3 separate regions of the Gossypium hirsutum genome follow, and regions 1 and 3 are each linked to region 2. The links are chromatin contacts, called in public Hi-C maps. All regions are on one chromosome and are shown on one strand. Each heading gives the region's core, a stretch centred on a gene start, on an enhancer-like site or on the middle of the called end of the contact. The rest is flanking DNA. Distances are from core to core; before and after follow the strand shown.

Region 1 (3,246 bases), core at 564-3,063, 200 kb after region 2:
GCATGATATATTTCATGACATGTACATATATGATTATCTTTGATATGTTGATACAAGGAAATTATGTAATTGAGACTATTATTAAACTCAAGTGCGACATGTCGAGAAAATAGATATATCAATGTTGAATTTATATGAGATATGTGCAATTATACTAACAATGTTGTTGTTTGATGCTTATACAAGTGCCAAACTGTTGATTGAATGGTAATATATTTATTTTATATGATGCATTGAATCGGTAAGTATTTTAATTTTTTTAAGTGATCTGCAAATGGTAGTAATGCTCCGAAACCCTGTTCTGGCAGCGGATACGGGTTAGGGGTGTTACAAACTGTGAGAGACTCGCGACTATATAAAATCGTGTCTCTAAAGGTTGAAAAAGACGGGGGCAACGAACAAAGTAGAATCAACCCTAGATCTTCCTTATCATACTGAACCTCCATGGCCTCCAAGTTTGAGAGAATTTCTTTAAACACTGTTAAGTGTTCATGTACAGACGCACCCTCCTCCAAACGATGAGCATAAAGACGCTGCTTCATATGCAACTTGCTTGTTAGAGTTTTCGACATACATATTTGTTCTAGCCTCTTCCATAATGCAGCGGCAGTTTTCTCTTTCATCACATCCTGCAAAATTTCGTTGGACAAATGCAGATGTAATTGTGTTAATGTCTTTCAATCCTTACGCTTCTTCTCTTCATCTGTTAATGTCGAAGGAATCTTATCTATCCCTAGAAGGGCATCCTCCAGATCCATCTGTGCAAGAACTGCTTGCATCTTAATTTGCCACAACGCAAATCTGGTGTTGCGATCCAACAATGGAATTTCATACTTCAAAGACGCCATTACCGTGATCGAGATGAATAACCCGGAAGCTCGGATACCAATTTGTGAAAAATAAAATAAAATAAAATAAAGAACACACAAATTTTATATGGAAACCCTTTCAGGAAAAAAATCACGGGCAGAGGAGAAGAAAATTCACTATGTCAAAAAATTTGAATCAAATACAAGAGGAATAGACTATGTCTATTTATAGGCTTGCAAAGCCATATTCTAGTAGGATTGAAACTTCTTATCCTAATCAATATAAAATAGATGGAGTTTAATAAGGTTTTAAAAACCTTATTCTAAAATAAAATAAAAGAAGTCTAGTTCTATATGGATTTTACTTTTATTTTATTTTCCATTGTATTTTATTTAAATAAGAATTTGGGTCACTTAATTCTAACAAATACAATATTTAAATTGAAAATTGAATAACTGTAAAAAATTATTTTATAATTTTTTATATATTTAAGTACAAAAGGAGAGAAATCTTCTAAACTCAAAATACTCTAGGTAATTAAATTTTTATATTTTAATATCTTATGGAAACAAAAAAATAATTATTTAGTACACCACTAGCGGCGAAAAGTTTTAACTACACAAGTAGGATTGAACTTTTGTCATGTATCTCTAAGTAGTATTTAAAAAATTAAAAAATAAATAAAACTTATGACAAACTTTCAAAAAAAACTAAATTTCTATTTTAATAAATGTAGAAAAATTTGAAGATGATGTGAATATATAAAAATGATAATATTTATAATATTTTTTTTGAATGAGTTGACTGGCCTTTTATTAAAAAACCATAAAAATTAATACCCAAAAATTTTGGGCTCAGGTCCACTTGGACTGTTGGACAAACAAATAAACGGAAATGGGCATACAATTTATCTTTTGTAATTAGCCTGTTATTGAAATAAATAAAATTAGAAACAAAATAATGAAGGTAAAAAAGAAATAATTAATAAAAAGGAAACATATTGATATTTCCCAATCAAATCGAACAGCCTGGCCACCTTTAATCCTATCATCTTTTCATGTCAACAGCCGCGTCTGTTCAGAGATAGCTCTTCCCCAAAAAAATTTTCTATGTACCTGCAATATTTGACTACTCCATTTTTCTACCACAACGATTTCAGTTTGGATTTCTTCTCCATCTTCCTTCCGAAACCAGATCTATGTGGTTCAGCGCTTCCCCCACCAAGTATGATTCTTCCCTTTTTTCTAGTGCTTGTTTTGCTAGTTTATGGGCATGAGCATTCTCCGATCTGTGGATAAACTAGAAAGTGATCTCTTGAAGACTAGTTCTTTTACTCTGAATCTCTCTAGTAATCGCTCCAAGTACTGATTTGTCCATATTTGTCGATTGACATGTCTTGATGACTGTTTTCGAGTCTCCCATTATTGTTGCTGAAGTTAAACCTATTGATAATACTAACTTGATGGCATCTAACTCTGCATGAGCTTCTACTGCAAACGGGGATGAGATATTATAATGGAGAGTCGTCTTTGAGGCTTTTAGCTCACCCATCTGGTCCCAAACCACTAAACCCGAAGCCGATCTAGAATTTCTTTTGTTGAAGGCTGCATCAAACTGTATCGTTGTACCTATTGTCGCCCTTATTTGGTTATGAACTCTTTTAGTATTAAAGGTAGGCTTTTTTTATCGTACCCCTTCGAGTTTTACTATGTATCTTCTGATTTTTTGTGACAGATCCTTATCTGAGATAGTTTTTCTTTCATGAACATACTGATTCCGTGAGCTCCAAATGAACCATAAAGCGCAGCAAAAAGTCCAACACTATTCCTTAGTACTCTTTTCAAAAACCTAGGTTAGCCACTCCCAGATATTTTGATTCATATGAGTTGTAACCCAAAAGAGATTAAGGTTTTGCCATACTTCAATGATTGTAGGGCATTGTTTAAAGACATGGTGGCTATCCTCTTCTCCGGAGCAACAACGAGGACATCTGACGTTAGTGGTCACTCGCTTGTGTCTAAGGTTGACTAGTGTAGGCATATAGTTCTAAGAGATCCGTCATATTGTTAATGTAATTTTTTATGGTAGCTGTAAATCCCATAGTTTTCTATAGAAGTCTTTGATTTCGGTCTATATTAAGTAACTATTAATATCTAAGTTAGCATATTGTAATAGTTTATATGCGCCCCGTACTGAATATTCTCTAAAAGGTTCTTCTTTCCACACTTGAAAATCTTCATGGTTAGCTTCTGCAAGAGGGATTTGCAAGATTCTTTGGGCAATTTCTGTTTGAAAGGTATTACTGACTAACTCTGTTTTTCATGTTTTATTTGTGCTATCAATTAGATCCGAGACTAATTGTAGTTCATCATTTTCTTCTCTGTTTTTCCAACCAACTGCTTCAATTTCTGGAATCCAATAATCATTCCATATAAA
Region 2 (3,561 bases), core at 830-3,329:
ATCTTATTATCATTATTGCACTTTAAAGCACATTTTTGGCTGTTAGACCTATCATTTCTAAATAGAAAAATTCATGCGTTCACATAAAACTTTTCAAACCAACCTGACGAATAATTTCTGTACCCCACAAGTTAGAGTCATTGCATTGCATTAGTGCCAGACGTATTGGAGATTCAACATCTGGATTTCCTTTCCAATAGGCACGGGGAATCTTCTTCAACCAGGTTTGAGCTTGTGATCCCTTCTTAATTTCTTTGAACTGCTCATCCCATGCCTCTACATTTACCTCTGGCCTGCAGACAAGTCATTCACAAAGATGTGCACAAGAATTCAAATAAATATCCACCAAAACTAACATGAATTCTAGACCACATCTCTTATATCACCACCATAGCTGCGACTAATGAAAAATTCCAAGATAGATTCAAGATGCTCCATTTGCATAAGCTAGTAGAGAGGAGCACTATACACACACATATCCCAACACATATAGCATGCCAATATATATAAGATTCACATAAACAAGAAAAACACTTTTAGACTTGGGAGTATTTGAACATGAATCATATGGATGACAACTACATAGAGTGACACCAACATAACTCAACATTTCTGCATTCAGGGGTACAGCGTTGTTAAGCTTCGCAACTTGAACATATTTTCACACAATTCATACTACCATCAAATGGTCTACTCAATTTAACATTCTATCTGCACAGAATCATTAACAATTTAGCACCTGGAGCTTAGTCCATAGCAAATTAACTGCAATCCCTGGTATACCCAGATTATTAACAATTTAAGTTATTCATATCATTTTAGGTTTGGGACAATTTTGATTTGGTAACTTGAGGTTTTAAGTTACACGAATGGAGTTAGGTTATGGTAAGTGTAAACACAGATTATGCAGATATGATCTTGTAGTAAAAGTAGACAAATTAGAATCTCAAATGAAGTTGGGAATGAGTGATTCTTACCAACCCCAAAAGGACCAGTCGGGAAAAGGGATGTCAAAGTGAGCCTCAGTTGTACAATACCGGAACAGAGGCAACGGCAAAGACCCATTTTCAACTCTAGCTCTTTCAATGGTAGGCTTATCCATGCAATCAAACATCATATCCACATCAGGGACCATCCCAGGATACTTTTTGATAAGCTGTAAAATTCCCCATAGCGTAAACATCAATCTACTTTGTACACAAGCATAATACAAATCGACAAACAATTTTCCTTCAACAATAACGATACGAAACGCCGCGTGTTCCTTGGCTTCATTTATGTGGTTAACGGATATCCGGGTCTTCATCCATGGTTCAAGATCACGGTAAATGAACTTGAAAAAGTTTGGGCATTGTGGAGGGGTACGAGAGGAGACTAAGCCCCGTCGTTCCTCCTCCTGCCCCTCCGAAGGTTGAGCGCCACCGACGGTGGCGGCGTAGCGACAAGTCAGATAGGAGCATTGGATGATCTTGTAAGCCCGGGAATGTCGGGATTCGTCGGTGAAGTTTTTCGGCGGGAAAAGATGCCACGGCGTCGGCTCTAAATTATGACCCACGATTGTTTTCGTTTGGGAAGCAAAATTATCCACCTAAATCTCCACCGGAAAAAAAAACAGTCAGAACATTGCTGGTTCCATTAGCAGCTGATAAATATTAAAAAAGAAAAAGAAAAAGGAGGTGGACCTTGTAGATGAGGAGGGCGATAAGGGAGAGGAAAGAAAGCGCAACGACGGAGAAGAAGAGATAAGAAGGCGAACGAGGATGTGCAGAGTGAGCCCAGGCGTGTTGTTTCGCCATATTGAAAAGAGCATTTGCAGCGGCTCCCTGCAAATGGTGTTCGCGTCCCCTGCTTTTTGTTTGCTACAAAATACAACGGACGAACATAAGGTTTAAACCATTATTAGTGATTCCTTTTTTTAAGGTAACTTTTTTTAAACTCGCGTTCTCTGTCCGTCTGCCTGTCGTGTGTGTGGAAGGATGGTATTGGGTTTCCCACGTGGATTGAATTTCTTCGCTTCCTCCGAGGCCGCCTCCGAGGCCGTCCATTGTGTTCTGTTTTTAATGGTTTGGGGGTCCTATCCTCCCAATGCCATTGAATTCAATCATAGCTAAAATCAATCATTAAATTTCTTTTGGCAACCATCTGAGTTTAAAATATTATTATATTTTTTTATAAACATAAATTTTTATTCTAATTTGAGGAATTACTTGAATAAGAATAGATTAATAAATTTTTCTTAAAATAGCTTAGTTAATAATTTCAATTTTTCTGGCAACTTGGGATTAAGTATTTGAAGCCCAACTTGGGATGAGAATCGTGACCCAATAATTGATATGGCAAGAGAAAAGGGAGGTGGATGAAATCCCATTAGTTGAATTAAGAGAGTGCTTACAGGGTCAGCCACTACTCTTAAAAAGAATTTTTTAGATACGATGGTGGCAATTGACCTGCTAAAAGGGTGATTTTAGCATTGTCAAAGCACAACCTTTTTTCAGTTTTTGAATGAATAAATTGGATCTCCAAGGAGGAACTTACACATTGATGGGCTAATAACCAAGTCGATACAAACATAGCTATGTTTCTTACTTTTCCATGTAAATTTTCTTCATTTGCTCTATGGGTCTCTCTCCAATCCAACATTATTTTACTTTCTATTTACTTTGAAAAGGCAAATCAAAAATTCTTTTTTGTGAAACAAAATATAACTTTAATATTTTAAACTATTATTTAACCTTAATATTATTTTATTATTTAATATAAATATGGTTAACAAATTTTTACTTTTATAGGTAATTTTTTTCAACATCTGATTAAGAATGAGATATGTGAAATAAAATATTTGATCATGCTCTCAAATCTAATAGCAGTGTCAAGATATTAGTAGTCTTCATTCTCTCATTTTCACTTTCATCTCTAAAATTCAAAGTAAATCTTAAAAAAAAAAACTCCAATGTAAATCTACAAAAATCAATATTGCGGGGAGAATTTTTTAATCGAGCCCGTTCATCTTTAAAAATTTATATTGAGAGAGCATTTTACGTTTTAAAAGCGCAGTGAAAGATTTTAGCGAAAATGCCAATATTTTTGTCTCAATATCAAAATAGAATAATTTGTGATGCATTTTGTACTATATAACTACGTCAGAATAAGTAGAGTTCTTGGCTCAGGTTCCCTTTCTGTTTTTAGTTCTGCGTCTAGTTTATTAAGCTCATCTGCGATATACAATGTTAAGTTAGTATCTTCTTCTGTTTTTCTTCACTTATTGTCTAGTCAGATGTGATTAGTTGATTTGATTGTTGGATATGTTCTTTTTAATGGAATGTGCAGGCAAAACAGTCAAGGGAACATTTGAATGAAGTTACTCACCAAGTTTACTTTGATGTTGAAATTGCAGGAAAACCTGCTGGTATGCTTCACTTTTTCTTACTTTTAAGACCAATTTTGGTAAAGTCTTGCAAATATCGGTAAATCTTTAGGTATTTTGGTAAAAGCTTTTGCTTAAGTGGAGCTCACCCTAGAATTTCCTCCAATATCGTAGGATACGTAATGTGTTGCACCCAC
Region 3 (3,280 bases), core at 708-3,207, 200 kb before region 2:
AGAAAGGAACTTCATTGATAAAAGGTTCTACATGAACAAAATGTCCTTTCTGGCATCCGCCTCAACAATTGGAATTAAGGAGCTACGAGGGGAGTTACCAGTACAAAAGAAATCATCAAAAGAGTTACAAACCAAAGAGGAATTATCAAGAAGGTTGTTCCGAATACGTACTAAACTCGAAAGATATGTTTAATACTCTTAGAAATCAATAGACAGAGGCTTACAATCATTCATAATTGGAGATAACAGTAGATTAGTAGTATTTATATTAGACATGAAATGAATGATTAAAGTAGAATCAACTTCAATGACCAAATGCCTAATATTTAAGCTCTTAGCAAGTCTAAAGCCGTCACGAAGGGCCCATAAGTCCGCTTCTACGGTAGTCGCAAGTGGAACATGACGAAATGACATATGAGCCAACAATCCAAGAGCCTTTGTGATCCCGGATCACTGCTCCTGCCCCCACGACCTCTTATTTTATGATAATAGTAATACTTGTAGTTTATGGGAAACTTTTTTGCAGGGATTTAAATTGCGGTTGTGGCTGCGTTTTTGGTCGCGTTATGTTTATCGCGGTTACGAACATAATGGATGCTATTGCGGTCACTGCAGGTATTGCGGTTGTGACTTTTTTTAAAATTCACACAACTAATAACTAATAACAAAGTAAAAAAGAAGAAGATATAAACGGGAATAACGAAAAAAATAACGGAAATAACGACTCTTATTACCGCAATTGACCGTTACCCATTAAATTGCAACCACGATCCACTGCTATTGGTGTGACTCCGCTTCACACAGCTATTTCAGCAATAGCGATTTCGGATGGCACCCCAACCGCTATACACCAGCCTCTATTCCACTACCCGACTGCTATTTTAATCCCTGTTTTTTGGTATCCACTATTTCAGACAATGGATAAATCATTTGAATGAGCAATATGGTTAGATTTTTACTTACAGTCTACATCTGTTTTAATCCAGTACACCCAGCAAGCAAACTCATATTGAGGCGGTTTTGAGATGGTCTTATAAACTTCTGTGCCCTCCATTGACTTTAATCCCAGAGGAACACACCTGTTGTCTTTATGTTGTGAAATCTGGTCTCCATCAGTATACTCATGTTCACTGTAAGGAGTATTATTCGTCTTCTGCCTCTGCAACCTTTTAGACTCTTTGTTAGCTATGGAGCTTTCAGGGTGGAATACTTTTATGACCTGAAAATTAAAGCTCATCTAAGAATGTTTGAAAAGGTTTGCCAAAGGCTTACCATCACCTTTTTCTCTTGGTTACATTAATAAATAACCTTTCAAATACACACCAATTGCAACTAATGAAAAGATAAAACAAAGTAAGAGAAAAATGGAAGCAGCAAGAGAGGAGAAAGGAACACAATGCTTAACCATGTTAATTGCCAGGAAGGAGGTATATTAACTACCGACAATTTTGCCAACTATTCCCATCTGACAGAGACTATCCGAGATAATCTGTTGTTGACTTGTAGACTTTAGGACTCAGATGTATTGACCGTGACTTGCCAATGTTTTACTCTCTCTCAGTGAATGGGAATGATGGCATTAGCATTGCCATAGATGACTTGTTTGGTCTGCATCTCCTCTTTCCCACATGTTTCCATAGGAGTCTCTTCTGCAAGTGATGCTTTTTCCTTCTTCACGAAAGTTCAATGGAGTCCCATGATCTAAATGGCACAAATGAGAGGATAGCCAAATTAGTAACATGCTATAGCCTACTTAAAGGTGTAAATGTACTTCAACCATTTCTTTCTAATCACAGTCTAAATGGAGTATGATGCTTCTTTTAGAAAATTTTAGCCCAGTGAGGGAATGGGCTTTTCTATTTGCATGCAAATTTCAACCATCACCTGACACGTGCCACTGAAGTTGACTGAAACTCTCCCATCCCAAATCCCAATACATCCTCCCCCAAAGCAATCTCTCATTGTTTTATGAAAGAAACGTAATCAGGCAGCCATGTTTTGGTATAGGAACTTGATCAAACTATCCACACCTATCAAATCCAAAACCCCCATCACCAAAAATCTTCTACAAGCTTCTTTATCCAACTTCAGCACCGCCAACCAACCCCCTGCCTCGGCTCAGGCTCAGCCATCAGGTCTCGGACCCACCAAGCCACACGACAAACCAAGGGTGGTGGTGTTAGGATCTGGATGGGCTGGTTGCAGGCTAATGAAAGGCTTGGACCCCAAGCTGTATGACATCGTTTGTGTCTCGCCTAGGAACCATATGGTATTTACTCCCCTATTGGCTTCTACTTGTGTTGGGACTCTTGAGTTCAGGTCCGTTGCCGAACCCATTGCGAGGATTCAGCCCTCCATCTCTTCAGCACCTGGATCTTATTTTTTTCTTGCCAATTCTACTGCAGTGGATACTGAAAACCATGAGGTATTTCAACAATATGTCGCCTTTATTGGGTTTAATTAGTTATTATTTCCGTTTTGGGAGAACTAAAATCAAAAGGCATTGACTGTTGGCTGAGTTGAATGTCAATTTAAGGTTGGGAGTCCTTTTATGATTCTAAAATTAGCTTGATTGTTTAAATTTTTGGCTTTGGGCTTTTGGGTATTGAATTTAGTTTAATTTTACTAAAGATTTCTACTTTTTTGAACTAGAGAATAGTGATGGATCGTATGTCTAGATATTGCTTTGTAGAATGCAATTGTTGAATTAAGCTTGTTGGTAGCATTCCCTCACTGTACTCGGAAAGTTCTTTGTTCTTGTTCTGTTTGATGAAAAATAAAATGCAGTAGGAAATTTTGGATTTTTGACCTTTTGATCATGGAATATTTGGTTTTGGGTATTTGAAGGTGCATTGTGAGACTGTTACTGATGGAACCGACACCCTGGACCCATGGAAGTTTAAGATTTCATATGATAAGTTGGTAATTGCATCAGGAGCACAGGCATCGACTTTCGGAATCCATGGTGTGAAGGAACATGCTATTTTTCTGCGTGAAGTTCACCATGCTCAGGAAATTCGGAGGAAGCTACTTCTCAACTTGATGCTATCCGATGTGCCGGGTAATGCCACACTTTGGTTTTTCTACCTGCTGTAATGGAAAATAATTTCTTGAGTATGATTATATGTTTTACCTATTGGTTCGGTGTCGAGGCAGGGCTTCCTGAAGAAGAGAAACGTAGATTGCTGCATTGTGTTGTTGTAGGAGGCGGTCCGACCGGGGTTGAGTTTAGTGGTGAACTTAGTGATTTTATTAGGAGGGATGTTCATGAAAGATACAC

The links. Hi-C and Micro-C count contacts between places; a contact is called where the count stands out from the background.
Region 1: a Hi-C map of leaf shows a contact between it and region 2, with 2.7 times the contacts expected there. The contact joins the promoter of LOC107960052 here to the promoter of LOC107960059 in region 2. A contact is called at or near these places in 4 of 34 Hi-C or Micro-C datasets (all in leaf).
Region 3: a contact with region 2 is called in a Hi-C map of leaf, with 2.3 times the contacts expected there. The contact joins the promoter of LOC107940888 here to the promoter of LOC107960059 in region 2. A contact is called at or near these places in 4 of 34 Hi-C or Micro-C datasets (callus and leaf).

Annotation. Positions count from the first base shown.
Region 1 is chrA07:18,632,412-18,635,657 of Gossypium_hirsutum_v2.1, reverse strand. It overlaps LOC107960052, which reads left to right and starts at 1,813. Exons shown (of 6, transcript XR_005930454.1): 1 at 1,813-2,034; 2 at 2,545-2,662; 3 at 2,745-2,832; 4 at 3,057-3,106.
Region 2 is chrA07:18,834,537-18,838,097 of Gossypium_hirsutum_v2.1, reverse strand. LOC107960059 (O-glucosyltransferase rumi homolog) reads right to left here and starts at 2,079. Exons shown (of 6, transcript XM_016896266.2): 1 at 1,683-2,079; 2 at 978-1,588; 3 at 104-293. The coding sequence starts at 1,796.
Region 3 is chrA07:19,034,082-19,037,361 of Gossypium_hirsutum_v2.1, reverse strand. It overlaps LOC107940888 (internal alternative NAD(P)H-ubiquinone oxidoreductase A2, mitochondrial), which reads left to right and starts at 1,957. Exons shown (of 9, transcript XM_016874351.2): 1 at 1,957-2,425; 2 at 2,848-3,061; 3 at 3,157-3,280. The coding sequence starts at 1,994. LOC121232186 (a long non-coding RNA gene) reads right to left here and starts at 1,438. Exons shown (of 3, transcript XR_005930458.1): 1 at 964-1,438; 2 at 735-888; 3 at 1-609.